2 separate regions of the Tachysurus vachellii genome follow, and region 2 is linked to region 1. Evidence: chromatin contacts called from public Hi-C data. All regions are on one chromosome and are shown on one strand. The core of a region is the stretch at or near the end of the contact, and the rest is flanking DNA. Distances in the headings are between cores, read along the strand shown. Region 1 holds the start of haao (3-hydroxyanthranilate 3,4-dioxygenase). Region 2 holds the start of LOC132847126 (mRNA decay activator protein ZFP36L2-like).

Region 1 (7,330 bases), core at 2,743-5,242:
GCACTTTAGACATATCTCCAAGGTAGTGGGTTTGATTCCTTTCTGTGTGCGTGTGTGTGTGTGTGTGTGTGTGTGTGTGTGTGTGTGTGTGTGTGTGTGTGTGTGTGTTTGATGTTAAGGCATCATTTAAGAGATGAGGAAAAAGCACTCCTTTATGATTTATGCATCTCTTCATGCCTTCCTTGTGCACGTGTGTGAAGTTTGCATTTTCTCCCTATACTTTTGGGTTTTCTTCAGTGTACTCTGGTTTCCTTTCCTAGACCAGTGACATGTGATGTACCCTGAATGGTAATGGTCCTGTATCATACTGGCACCCTGTCCAGGGTGTCCTGTGCCTTGTGCCCCAAATCCCCTGTGTAAGATAAGTGGTACAGAAATTGAATGGATGATGAATATAATCACATTTCAGTGTTCACTTTGTATTTTGTATTTTTATTTTATTTTATCATTTTGTATTTGAACTTTGTTGCCACCTCACAACTCCAGGGTCCTGGTTCAATCTTGAGCTTGATTTACTGTGTCCATATGAGTTTCCAACCGTTTCTCTAGTTTCCTAGCTCTTCTCAAAAAAAAGCTTTTGTAAATTGCCCCTATGTGAGATGGAGTGTATGAATATGTGTCTAGATGGTAGCCTTTGATGGACTGGTGTCCAGAGTGTACTTCACGCCCTACACTCACTGTAACTGGGATATGCTCTGGATCAACCACAACTCTGACCAGAAGAATGTGTAAGAAAAGAGTTCCTAAAGATGAATGAATGTGTTCTAATTTTATCCCTTAGTCCTCAAAAATGTCTAATGTAAGCAATACTGTGGGTTGAAAATAATTAGTTATTACTTGCATGTTGTTCTGCTGTGCTTTGTTTGGCTGGTGTAATGACAGTTTCCCTCACAGGATCAGTAAAGTGTATACAATACGTGTGTAATTATTAATCCATCTGTCACTCTGTCTGTGTGGAGAACTGTAGGTAATTTGGAGACGCAAAGCACAGTGACCTTTATGCCCTGAAATGACTCCATTAGCAGGCATAAAAACACTGAAGCACTGTAAAATCTTGCTTATAATTCATTTGAAGCAATCTACACTTCTGATGATCTACACAACCTTAGTGTCAACTGATAATTAAGAGTTATGAGCAGATCCTAACACTTATGCAAACTGTTTTCCACTTCTCCTGTTGTTCCACTGATCTCATGTCAGTTGTATCCTGGCCTGCATCCATTGCTTCAGAAAAAAAAGGCAGTCATATTGTTTACATCATCAGCAAGCTTCTGGTTCATTCATTCCAATGTTAGTCATTTAATCAACAATTATGAGGATGTGTTGTTATAGCCAAATGTCTGTGTTCAGGTTGATTCATCATGATATCATTTCAGAGGCCTCTAACTCATCAAAGACACTTTATCTACATTTCACACTAACAGACATGCCCCCAGTAACTAGCACTGTTATATCCATCTGAGCCATTCTTTAGACTTAGAAATACAATAGTAACATCACTGAATGCTGGGAGGAAAAATACAAGCCAGGGAACATCTACCTTTTTTTTTTATTTCACTTAGAGAGTGTTTCTATGGAGGAAAAAAGGACAGCATCATCTTTGCAATATGAATATGACTCTTAACCATTTTTTATGTTTACAGAAATGAAGCCACTTAAAGGGGGAAAAGTCTTGTGTCATTTTGTCACCATGGGGTGTATCAATATATAAAAGTACCAATTTCCTTTAAACAAACAGCATGCTTTATTTACATGCTACCAATTTAGCATAAGTTGTTTTTATTTATTTTATTGTAGTCCATTAGAAAACCTTGGACACCACTGCCACCACGTGGCTCTGAACGCCGGAAAGAAAGCAAATGCCTTATAGTTTAACTTATACCGCTCTCTGCTGTCAAAAACTGGTATAATCACTGTCAGTTAAATAATGTTTCTGACAACAGCAACAAAATCTATGAAATACTGTTAAATAAATGTTTGTACTGTGAGGAAAAAATACATTTTATGAGGTGCGTATTTTTGTAATCCTTTAATTAGATTATTAAACGTGAAGAGGGACATTAAAAATATCAACAGCTTCAAAATACGTTCTTTTAAAATCTATGACAACTGAAGGACTGTAACCATTAGTCGCTGTATCTACGGTTATTTTACAGCTGCATTTATTAATTGTATTTGAAAATACAGTATTTGATAGCTGCTTTAGATATGATCCACTTCGATGTTCGATGTAAACATATAGACATAATTCAAAAATTCGTGATTCAGTTTTAAAAATTCGTGCTCCAGGTGAGGCTCGAACTCACAACCTCGGCATTGCTCTGCATTGTACTGCTATATAAGTACCGCGCGCTAACCGATTGCGCCACTGGAGCTCCATCCACCTACTGTTCCTACAAGGCTTATAACATTTATTATTATCACTGTAAACACTCGTTTGTTTGTTTACTGATTTAACGCGAGAAATATATTTGTAACGTGTGCTTTGTATAACCGACCGATGCTTTACAATAATTAAATTAGCTGATATATTAACTAGGTCAGCTAGTTAACCGCTAGATTAGTAGCAAACAACTAGCTGTGTTTAAACGGCGCTTTCATTAACATAAACCAACATAGCAGGAAGACAAACTAGGTGACTAAGACGACTATTTATTAAACATCGGTCGAATATACTTCATGGCTTTAGTAAGGATGTTTTCACTTTTGAAAACTATTTTTTTCTTTTTTCACTTTTGCTTTTATTTCTATTTTACGTGTGCATGTTATGGAAGACCAACGGGGCCAATGTATGCGGAAATAGCCAGCTTACTTCCGGTTTAAAGAAAATGCGAGATTCTCACAGGACCAGCTTTCCACGGGTAAAAAAAAATAGGAAATTAAAGGTTTCTGTTTTAAAAAAGTGTAAAAAATAAGATGTGCCTTGCAAAATCAGACCACTGATGTTTGTTCTCAGCAACAAAAGGCCCGGATATGATTCATTATCATTCTTTTTTTTTTTTTTTTATTTCTGATGACTTTAACAAGGACAATGAGGGGCGTTTTTGGAGTTACGGCTTTTATGCTTCGTTATACACAACAAGTCAAAGTCAACCGTTAAAACACTCAGTATAAAGAAAACATATGTTGTTTGAATTATTTCTATAGCACAGTGCTTCAACTCCAGTCTCATATACACTATATATATTTTTTATATTCCACAACATCACAAGAGTGTTAACTTGCAGTCTTATATGAGTCCTCCTCTACAGCATCATGCAAAACAGTGTATGCACGTTGCATTGTTTCTTTACACTGGTTTGTCAAAAAAAAAAAAAAAAAAACAGTGAATGAGATGGAAGTAATGAAAGTAAGTAATAAAAAATAAGGGATAACAAAAACAGCTTAAGGAAATAAAAATTCATTATCAACCCCTCCTTCTAAGAACTAATGTATTTTTTCCCATTAACTTACCTTTTATCAAAGAATATATGTTTCTTTCACCAAGATTCTGTCAAGACTATAAACACTATTGTTTGAATATTTTTTACAACAGATATATAATAATATAAGACAAATAATATTGTCTCAGAATGTTCTTCCTTCCACAATTTCATCTGAATTGTTCATTAATCAACATTTGGAATTTTTGTATTCCTGCAAAGCTGCTTTGGAACAATATCCATTGTTAAATGTGCAATACTCATAAAATGTAAATATTTGTAATGTAACAATACATGGCAAACCAGTTTGATTGAGAAATATGTGTATTCTGTGCCCAGGGGACTTGGGGTTACAAGTCAAGGGACAACCTCAACAGGGTGCCAACCCATCACAGGGCACAACAATTTAGAAATGCCAGTCAGCAGATAATAGTAACAGCCAGGCTATACAAACTTCCAAAGGTTTGTATTCATGGTTAATGTATGTACTATTACATTACCAGTGAATTCTAAACAAGGATTTCAGTTAAGCATAACCTCGCTCCTACACATGGACTGTGCTCCTCCCCACCCCCTTATTCTCTCTGCCAACAGGTACAGTGTTAACGGGTGAAGAGTAAATACACAGCATGATATAAGTACTTAAAATTGCTGCTGCTATATCACCGTAGCCTAAACCAAATAAGAAAAATGACAAACGAGTCTCTTCATATCAGCATAGACAAGTGGATTAAGGAGAATGAGGATTCTTTCTTACCACCTGTCTGCAACAAATTAATGTAAGTAGAATAGATAATAATTAAGCCTAAAAGGATATGATCACACTAAAATGATCACACTAACATTATCTACACTGAAGATTAAAACTGAACTAAAATATATTATATTCAGGTTCTTCTATCAGCTAAATATCATGTATGTTGGAGGTCCAAACATACGGAAGGATTACCACATAGAAGAGGGTGAAGAGGTGAAGTATGACTTTGCAATGAAAATTGTCATAAGGGCAACTTAAGGCTCCAAATCTCTCATACTATTTATTCGATTTTTGCTCCATTGGAAGAAAGACATTGATTTTCTCAATTTCATATCACTTTGGTTTTTGACAGGCACTGTAGGTGATTGCCCTCCAATTATAAAGCACTACCGTTACTATTCAGAAAGCCTGCTGTTTTAAATTTTCTTTCTGTACATGCTAAAGAAGAACCAACCAGATCTTGAGTAGCTTTTCAGGTGCAATCTCACTTACTCACGGATCAAGTACTATTTTTTGTAACTTCTTAATGTCATTCAACTCACTCATAAATAACTATAATAATACTTATAGTTAATTTTATGGAATCTACTTAAAAAATTTTTTTTTACATGGTTTGACATGACCTTTTGTTAACTTAATAATTTTTCAATTTTAGTTTGTAAAATAGATTTAAAAAAATGGCCCACACTTGCCTTCCTTCAGTTTATCTCATGGCTACAGATTGTTTGTTAACTTTTAGGAGACACAATGCTTACACAAAGTTTAGAGGATTTGGACTTTGACCCCTCTAAAAAACAGTTACGTTTCACAATGAGAACAAAGTACCACTACCAGTTACTGTTTAGCTATGCTCACACTTCATATACTGTGTATAATTTACAATTTGATACATATGTAAAATAATAAAGTGAGTAAAAAAATAAAAATAATAAAATAAGTTGTAGTTTCAGTTAGAAAATGGTTGAATGTTAACTTATTCTTTGAATAAAATCCATTCATCTGGGCCAAATGCAAATCCCTGTTCATTAAAAAAAACCTGGGAAATTAACCAATGAGTTAAACCAGTTGTGTTAAAATAAAAATGCTACTGGTTGTATGTCCTAAGGCTGGTATGCACTGTGTGGTCAGTAGAGGTCAGTGCATGCCTAAATAGGGTGACACTTAATTGGTAAACAGTGCACATAATGGTAAAGACAACACTATAATATAGAAAAAGAGTTATATATAATTTCCTGGTGAATATTTGTTTTGGATAAACTTATTCTTTTGATAATATTTCACTTTTAAAGTAATGGATGAAATGAAACAGCACAGATGGTGTGAACCAGCTGTCATATTGTTGTTTTTGTTACTGACCTCACAGTCTCTTGTCTCAGCTGTTTTACCAGATCCGGGGTGACATGGTCTTAAAAGTGATTGAAAATGGCAACCACAAAGATGTCCACATCCGAGAAGGAGAGGTAGGAATCATGACTTTCTGCTGATTAAACTGTCAGCTTCCTTTTGCTTTCTCTGCTGTAGCTCTGATTCTGATGGTAGTCAGTTCACTGTTTCTATGCACCTATCAGAATTATCACTGGGTGTTTGGATGTGTAAATATGATGCATGTTCTAGCCCTATTTTTTGCCAGATGTTTTTGCTGCCGGCACGAATCCCTCACTCTCCTCAGAGGCAGGCCAACACAGTGGGACTAGTGGTGGAGAGGAGACGACTTCGCTCTGAGACAGACTGTCTCCGGTAACTAAGCCAGATACTACTAAAACTATGTCACATTTACTACTTTAATATTATCAATAGGTCCTCATGGAGTGGGCATAGCTTAATAATTATCATGTTTGGATTTGATTTGCATGTCTGGCCTGTGTGTATATTTTGCATGTTCGCCTTATGCTTTGGGAGTTTCCTCAAAGTACTCTGGTTTCCTCGACCAGTCCATAGACATGTGTTGTAAGCTGACTGGCATTTCTAAATTGTTGTGCCCTGTGATGGGTTGGCACCCTGTTGAGGTTGTCCCTTGACTTGTAACCCCAAGTCCCCTGGGCACAGAATACACATATTTCTCAATCAAACTGGTTTGCCATGTATTGTTAAATTACAAATATTTACATTTTATGAGTATTGCACATTTAACAATGGATATTTATCCAAAGCAGCTTTGCAGGAATACAAAAATTCCAAATGTTGATTAATGAACAATTCAGATGAAATTGTGGAAGGAAGAACATTCTGAGACAATATTATCATCATCTGATAATCACTCATCAGATGATCACTCATCTGGTGATTATAAATTATTTCAAAATAATTAATATATTTTGAAAAATATTAAAAATAATTTTATAAATAATTGTGTAACCAGGTGCTTTCGAGTCACTTATTAGTAATAGCAATCAGTGTAATTTCTGATTTCGTTAGAGCTCTAACATAGATTCCATCTGGCCAAAGCCATCAAATACTCTATGAAGGAGACCTGAGCACAAAACCGACTGCAGATAATGTATATAAATATATACATATATATATATATATATATATATATATATATATATATATATATATATATATATATATATGTATATATTTTTTTTCAGCAGGTTGTTTTTTTATTCCAGGTACTATGTGGATAACAGTACTGACATCCTGTTTGAGCGCTGGTTTTACTGTGAGAACCTGGGCACTCAGCTAGTTCCAGTTATTCAGGAGTAAGTCATTGTTATGAGTCTAAAAATGATCTCTGAGTACACACACTGTACAGACAAACTTTGCTTTTGCTGACAGATTTATGGCATCGAAGCAGCATAAGACTGGAAAGCCTGACCCAGGTAACTGCTTTTTGTCTTCTGCACCAAGTGGTCAGACTTTTGAATGTTTTTTTTATATGAACACTTCTCTTCATGTGAAGTCAATATAAATGTGACATTTATGACATTCTGATCATCAGCATTTATTTTTTTGGTTTACTTTTTACTTTACTTCTTGTGGCATGCTGTGGAAGCTCAAACACACCCCATAACGCAATATTTTGCAATCTTTTCAATATGAAGCTGATAGAATGTGCAGTGCATTCAGAAAATATTCAGATGCCTTCACTTTTTCCTCATTATTTAAAATAATTACATTTAAAAACATTTTTCCCAAAACTTTAAAAAAT
Region 2 (7,330 bases), core at 1,562-4,061, 150 kb before region 1:
AGTGAATGAATGAGTGTGTGTGTGTGTGTGTGCCCTGCGATGGGTTGGCACTCCGTCCAGGGTGTACCCTGCCTTGATGCCCGATGACGCCTGAGATAGGCACAGGCTCCCCGTGACCCGAGGTAGTTCGGATAAGCGGTAGAAGATGAATACTGATAACCAGAGTGATATCACTGGCTCTAGAATAGAATATGTGTAATGACTAGATTAGTAACCTGTGCCCTAAAGCATGTCTTCAAGAATATGAGAGGATGTCAAAGTTCAGCCCTTGACCTTCATTCCCTGATCTCCTTCCTTTTAACCCCCCAAAACCATTTTTTCCCCAGGTGTCGCTCAAGGAGCTGTTTCTCCCCCTGTTGCTTTGCAAATGGGAGTGGAAATTCTGTGCCAGCTGTTCCAGGTGTGGGACCAGGTGGCTGTTGGCATTATGACACTGACAGAGTGGATGCTGGGTGATAACCAGTCCGAGCTGGGCAATGAGAAAACGTTTGACTTGGTAAGAATGCAACTTATGTGTCACATTATGACTTTGTATTTACACCTTTTTGTTTTGGAGAATTTCTAAATTTTGTTTAGAGAATATTTCATTTACATCATGCTAAGGCTGAGATTCATCTCTTTAATCAATCTTTAATAGGATGAGGAGTTCCTCTTCGAGAAAAGAGAGATGAACCTGTGGGCAGAACCTCTGCAGTGGGCAACGTTGTTACACAGACACCTGTGTGCTCTGCTTACAGTACCGAGCTCACTCAGTTTGTGCCCGGCAGAGCTTGACCGTTTCTCCACCATAGCTGACGCTAACGCAGACTCGGCCCGAAGAGCACTGAGCTCCCTTCCTGCTCTGCCTCAATTCTCTGCCACCATAGAGTATGCAAAGATGACTCTGCTGAACGAGCGGGCTACACTCACTCAGAATGTGCTGGCAACAATCAGGCAAAACATCTCGAGTTGAGAACTAAAGGTCTTTCAGCTCCTTCGTACATTCTAGTAAATGACGGGAAGATCATATTGGAATGAAGTGAAAGGTTTAGAGCATTTCAAATGACCTTGTGGTGTTCACACTGACATTGACACTGATTATTTTAGAATTTCCTGGCTATTGTTGAAGGACTTTTATTACATTAACGGATTTTGTTTTTAATGTGGAATTTTTGCATATTAAAAAGGGTAAATGATTTGTAGGAATGTCTCCGACCTCAAACTGTTTTATTCAAAATAAAAAGCCAAGCTTTAATACGTTCATTTGTCTACAGTTGACTTGTGCACTTTTGTATGCAAGTGTGGGCCTGAGGGAGGGAGAAGTCACAATGCATGCATCATGACTCAAAAATGTCTTGTTCTACTATTTTCACAAAGATGAATACACATTTGTCCTTTTTGTCACAAAAAATTAGAACAGTCCAAATTTAATGATCAATTGTCTCTTTAATTTTTTTTTAAATCCACTTTTACACAATTTTGTTGTTTGAACAGTCTGTTGGCTGTTTTATTTATCTATTTATTTTCATGTTTTATATGATGGACCCTTTAACACAGATCCCAGAAAAAGAAATAGTTCAGCAGCCCCTCCTGTGTGGGTTGTTATGCAATTGCCACTAAACAGCAAGACTGGTGGCTGGCATGTGTGTAGACAGCTGGATTGCCTTGAGGGCTACATTAGTAAATGTTCTCTTACTGTACAGTGATGTAATGCCTGGGAACGGTCCAAAATAACTGACCCCTTTACATCCACACGGGTGGGGATGTGTAAGTGGGGTAGGAGGGTAATGGTGACTGAATCCCAATGATTCCCTGCTTCCTGTGCACGAGCTCGGCACTATATAAACTAGCTCACGTCTTGGCCATTAGGTGGCATACAATGCTTCTTTTAAAGAAAACATTGACCCTTAGGGGGCAGTATGGGATCGTTTTATAGAGGAACCTTTACCACATTCCTTCACATGATTTCTATTTTTCTCTCTGCTGCCTGCTTGGGGAATAGTGTGTGGATTTCAGTCGAACACTGTTAAAGCCAACACTGGGGCAGATGCTATTGTCTTTGTCTACAGGTATAGACATGTAAATAAACAAACACACACACAAACCAATCAGTTTCACTGGCAATTATACATTTGCAAAATATGTTTTCGTGATTTTGTTTTTATTACTTCTACATGTTTTATTGCTTTGATTAAACACCAAATCTTTAAACATTTGCGAAGTTATTAAAACTTGGTCACTCTGAATGAATCACTATAGGTCGATTCACTATAGGGGATTCATTCACTGAATCATTGAGTCGAGCTCTGGTTAGTAAATGATTACACAGCTTCTGCAACTCGGTACATAATGTACCAGAGAGCAGCAGATTCACTCCCATCCATCTATCCATTCGCCCTTCTCAATGCCATTAACCCATTGATCATTCATTATTATTATTTATTATTATTATTATAGTAACTGGTGTAAATATATTTGTCTTGTTTACATCACTTTAAATAATGTTTCATTGTTTAAGCAATGGGCATTGATCTATTTCACAACAAAATGACAATTTTAGGTGGCATTTCTTAACTGTGTAAATTTCTAAGAACGTCAAATCCGCGCAATGAATAAAACCGTAGTTTTTGGGAATACCGTCGGCTTTGGACTTTTCTGTACTCGCGCTTCCTCTGAAAAGTTCGACAGTAGTCTTAAGGAGTGTGGGTGGAGTGATGGACCAATCAGAATCAGCACCTTGTCGAGTCTCGAAAGTAATAGGCGTGACGACCGTCAAACAGCTTTTTTTGACCACGCCCCCTCTCACGTGAGTCTGAGGGTCGTATATGTTGGGGAGACGGCAAGTGTCTTGTGTTCTGTTGTCGCTTGACGGAGGGAGACAAGCAGCAATAAACAAAATAGCAACAAGCAAGTAACGTGTTTATTCTCGTTTCTGCTCCTCTCTCCGACCCGTTTTCACAACCCGGTCGTGTGAACTAAACGCCTCGCTTTTTGCACTACGGGATCTTTTAGTAGGTCCTCAAATGAAAGATCAACTGAGACTCAAAACTTCAGAAATAGAAATGTCTGCGACCATCCTGTCCGGTTTCTACGACATCGACATGCTGTACAAGGTAATGCTGAAGTTGTCTTTTAAAGTTTGTTTTAATTTGTGAAGAGAATTGAGCTTTAAGTCTGTAACACGATGTAGCGCGTGCGTTAGCTCGCGCTGTTTAGCTAGTCTGTGTGTGCTTGAAGCTCGTGCACGGTTTAATGTTCGCTGTTTCTAACTTTCTAACTTTGTTTCCGAACCAGGACAAGAGTCTGAACATGAACGCTCTGCATCTCAACAGTATGTTGGATAAGAAGGCGGTGGGGTCGCCGGTCACGGCTTCTGCTCTCGCTAACAACTGCTCATTCACGCAGGGATTTTTCCGGCGCAACTCCGCGAGCAGCGCTGACTGTACAAACAACGGCAACAAGTACTCGGCCTCGTGTTACAGCAACATGAAGGAGAGCTCGAGCAGCACCGCCAGCATGAACAAGGAGAACAAGTTCCGTGAGCGCGCCTACAGTGAGACGGGCGAGCGGAGTCAGCAGCTGCAGGCGTTGCAGAAACCTGGATCTCAGATCAACTCGACACGCTACAAGACTGAACTGTGTCGACCTTTCGAGGAGAACGGAGCCTGCAAGTACGGCGAGAAATGCCAGTTTGCTCACGGTTACCACGAGCTCCGCAGCCTGTCTCGCCACCCCAAGTACAAGACGGAGCCGTGCCGCACCTTCCACACCATCGGCTTCTGTCCGTACGGCCCGCGCTGCCACTTCATCCACAACGCGGACGAGCGCAGACCCGCGCCGGCCAACGCCAACAGCAGCAGCGTGCCGCCAGAGCTGAAGCAGAGCCGTGACCTGATTCATCAACAGGCCGCTTACCGAGACAGACCCAAACTCCACCACAGCCTGAGTTTCTCTGGGTTCTCAACACAACATGGACTGGACTCGCCTCTCATCGACAACCCCACATCCCGCACTCCCCCGCCGACTTCTTCCTCCGACGCTTCTCGGACCAGCGGCCCCTTTTTCGAAGACGTTCTAGCGCCGAGCGCTAATGGCGCCTTTTCCTCGTTCGCCGCTGCGCAGGACCTGAAAGCGCTGCTCGCCGCGCACGCACATGGCGGCTACCAGTCCACCCCCGCTTACTACAGCAACTTCCAGACCGCCATGGGACCCCCTTCCCCACCCTACAGCCTCGGGCCCTTGCAGGCCCTGCAGCGCCTGTCTGAGTCTCCAGTGTTCGACTCGCCCCCCAGCCCATACGACTCCATGTCGGACCGCGACAGCTACGCCAGCGGCTCTTCAGGAAGTCTCAGCGGCTCCGAGTCGCCCAGCTTGGAGGCCGGGAGACGTTTGCCAATCTTCAGCAGGCTGTCGATTTCTGATGATTAATAAGTTAGCGTGGTTGTCTTTCGTTATGTTTTGCATTGTATGGGATTCGCCCTGTTCTTTATTTCTTTAACGGACTGGAGGACTTCCTAAAGTTAACCGTTATTAAAATGGCGTCTCATTAGCGACGTGTAACTAGACGGACTTTAAAGAAACAACCAGGGGCAGGTTGACTCGTCAGACCCTTGGTGTGGCATTAGAGTTTTACTTTGTCCTGTTTTTTTTTTTTTTTTGTTTTTTTTTCCTCTTTTCTGCTCGAACCGATAGCTATGAAAGTAGATATCGACCGAAGGCATTCCACCGGTGACTTTGACCAGCATTCAGTCGCAGTGTTTTGGCTTATGAGACCATCACACTTTCCGGAGACATGGTTTTTGTGCACAAAACTTTTGAACGCGAAAGACGAAGAGATTTGAAATGATTTTTTGCCCCTCCATACTACCAAGAATATGCCTTGACAAAAAAAAAAAAAAAAGTATCAGTTCCGCAAAGTAGCCTATGTATGCGCTTCTGAACGCTTACAAAAACAAACTTCCATTCCAAAAGCTGAGAGTTTGTCGGTCACAGCGCCACCCAGTGGTTCGGTTGGGTTAGTTTAGTGTTGTTGCTTAGCTGAAGCACTCTTGTTCGGTCTGTTGGGAAAATCACTGCTGATGGTTGAATATATATATACATATATATATTTTTTTAGCTGTTTTGAGCGATTACATAGCAGTACATAACTGGCTATGACCTATTTAACTTATTTATTATCTTGTGAAAAGTATAGGCTACATTGGTAATTGTGTCCATACTGTATTTATCAAGTATGTTGAAGCAATAGATCTATATTCTTTTATTATGTTTAAATTATGATCGCCATTATTAATCTACATAAGTGGAGTGTATGTTCTTTTTCACAGTAATATATTTTTGTTTGGTCTTCTTTTGTAACTTCACTTTGTTATTTTATTGTAAATGAGTAAAAAAAAAACAACTTAATTTAAGAGATTGTATGTGATATTTATTTCATTAATTTTGTTTCCTTGTTTACGTACATTTAAAACAAATTGCTCGAGTTGCCGTTTGTTGGGATGTTGTGGAAGACGTTCCCCCCCACAACTTTTTTTTTAAATTGAGAAAAAAAAATCCCTAGATGTGTTTTTTTTTTTTTTTTTTTTTTTTTAAGCTATGTCTATAGAATGTATAAACCACGTGGTTGTCAAAACACCGTCCAAACGAGTAGTGATCATTCTTTAAGAAGTCAGAATTGTGTGACAATGATCCCAAGTGAATAAACTTAACCAAAAAGTATTTTTATTTTTTCCTTTCATTGTAACGCACAGAGCCAGGCGAGGACTCCTGCCACGTGCTTTGAGAATGTAGCAATCCCAAGCCCCAGTATTACTGCCTTAGTGCCTAAGGGGTCCACCACCATACATGCCTTATTAACCAAATAAAGTATTTTGATACAAGTCATTGTTTTACACATACAGAAGCTGAATGTAGGTTTGAATTTGAACTCTTTGGAAGGTTGTTACCACTTGTCATGAGGGGCCTTGAAGCAACCAGCATGGATTTGTTTTTCCCCCCTTTGTTTCATTAAAACTTCCCATTCCTGTAGACGTTATTTGGATTCTTTTGTTCTTTCAATCGCCTTTTGATATAGTATTGGTCTAAGGGTTCTAAACTTGCTGGATAGAGAAGAGGTTGAACACATTTTGCTTGTACATAGTAGGTACAGGGGCTGGGCACTATGTACTTTTCTTGACTACTTTATCAGAAGTAAAGCTTTTTGAATGTAACTTAAAAATGGACAAAAAGGATGAGGAGTTATACATGTTTTTTTTTTTAATGTGTTTTTTTTTGGGTGGGGTGGGACTCAGTTCACTACAAGTTGCGTGTGAGACTGTTAACTTTGTACTGTATATTTTTGTAGTTCTCCCAATAAAATTATTTGGAAAAAAAGTGCTAGTATGTGCCCCATGTGGTTGTCATTGAGCACTCTTTAAGTCCTGCTTCTTCAAAAAGTTTATGTTCTTACAAAATAAATGCAGTCACATGCCTTTTTTCCTTCTGAAAGGAAACCCAAGCTGCATATCTCCCTAATAGCCTCTAATATCATTTCAAGTCTAACTTCAGATTTCAGTCAGAGAAGGGAAATTAGGAGTTAAAGCCAATAGAAACTATTTGGAGAACAATATATTGGTAAATTCTAAATACTCATTTGAGTGGTGCAAATAAAAGTTTTAAAGTTATTAAAATAGTCCTAACTACAAATTGCTGCTCTGAGTTAGAAGTTTTAGACCTTAATTTCGGCTCAAAAATCTCAATGTCCTTTATCGTTACTGTCTGCTGGAAGTATCCTGCAGTTTATTTAGTTTCAAGTGAATTTTGGCTCGCAAAAACTGATAAAAACACTGGCTTGTTGTACATGTCAGCAATTTCCTGTTTAATGGTGCTTTAAGGACTCCGAGCATTCCAGCGCTTAAATCCTTTTAGCCCAGTATAAAGGTGTGGTTCTGTAAGCACACACTTGCAGATAGCGGCTCTCGGTCAGGCCAGGGTGAGCCGGCTGACACGTTTAGCCTGATTTGTCTTTTGCCCTCATTTAGAAGACTTAAAATGATCTTGGTAGTATAGTACATTTGATTAGTTATCAGCGCCGGCAAGTCATTAAGAAAATAAAGAGGCCCGGAATCAATCTAGTGCCAAGGGCTCAGGGCAAGATAAGGAGTGATAACATCTTGGAGTAAATATTTACAGAGTCCTGCTGCATTTCATAATGAAGTGTTTATCACAGGACCCAGTGCACTGCTCTGAGCCAAAGTAGGCTGTACCTAGTGTGTGTGTGTGTGTGTGTGTGTGTGTGTGTGTGTGTGTGAGCCCTTTATAGCAAGTTTTGTACGTGTTTAATGACGTTATTGCAATATACCTTGTGAGTATT

The links. A called contact is a pair of places that touch in the nucleus more often than the background predicts.
Region 2: a contact with region 1 is called in a Hi-C map of blood, with 7 times the contacts expected there. The contact joins the promoter of LOC132847126 here to the promoter of haao in region 1. A contact is called at or near these places in 2 of 3 Hi-C or Micro-C datasets (blood and muscle).

What each region holds. Positions count from the first base shown.
Region 1 is chr6:9,980,853-9,988,182 of HZAU_Pvac_v1, reverse strand. haao (3-hydroxyanthranilate 3,4-dioxygenase) reads left to right here and starts at 3,992. Exons shown (of 10, transcript XM_060872116.1): 1 at 3,992-4,201; 2 at 4,314-4,392; 3 at 5,556-5,639; 4 at 5,810-5,916; 5 at 6,792-6,881; 6 at 6,958-7,001. The coding sequence starts at 4,113. trnai-uau (transfer RNA isoleucine (anticodon UAU)) reads right to left here and starts at 2,375; the gene lies at 2,282-2,375.
Region 2 is chr6:10,130,952-10,138,281 of HZAU_Pvac_v1, reverse strand. It overlaps LOC132847126 (mRNA decay activator protein ZFP36L2-like), which reads left to right and starts at 2,811. Exons shown (of 2, transcript XM_060872117.1): 1 at 2,811-3,092; 2 at 3,274-5,697. The coding sequence starts at 3,003. The coding sequence ends at 4,407. It overlaps thada (THADA armadillo repeat containing), which reads left to right. Exons shown (of 38, transcript XM_060872120.1): 37 at 327-496; 38 at 638-1,242. The coding sequence ends at 952.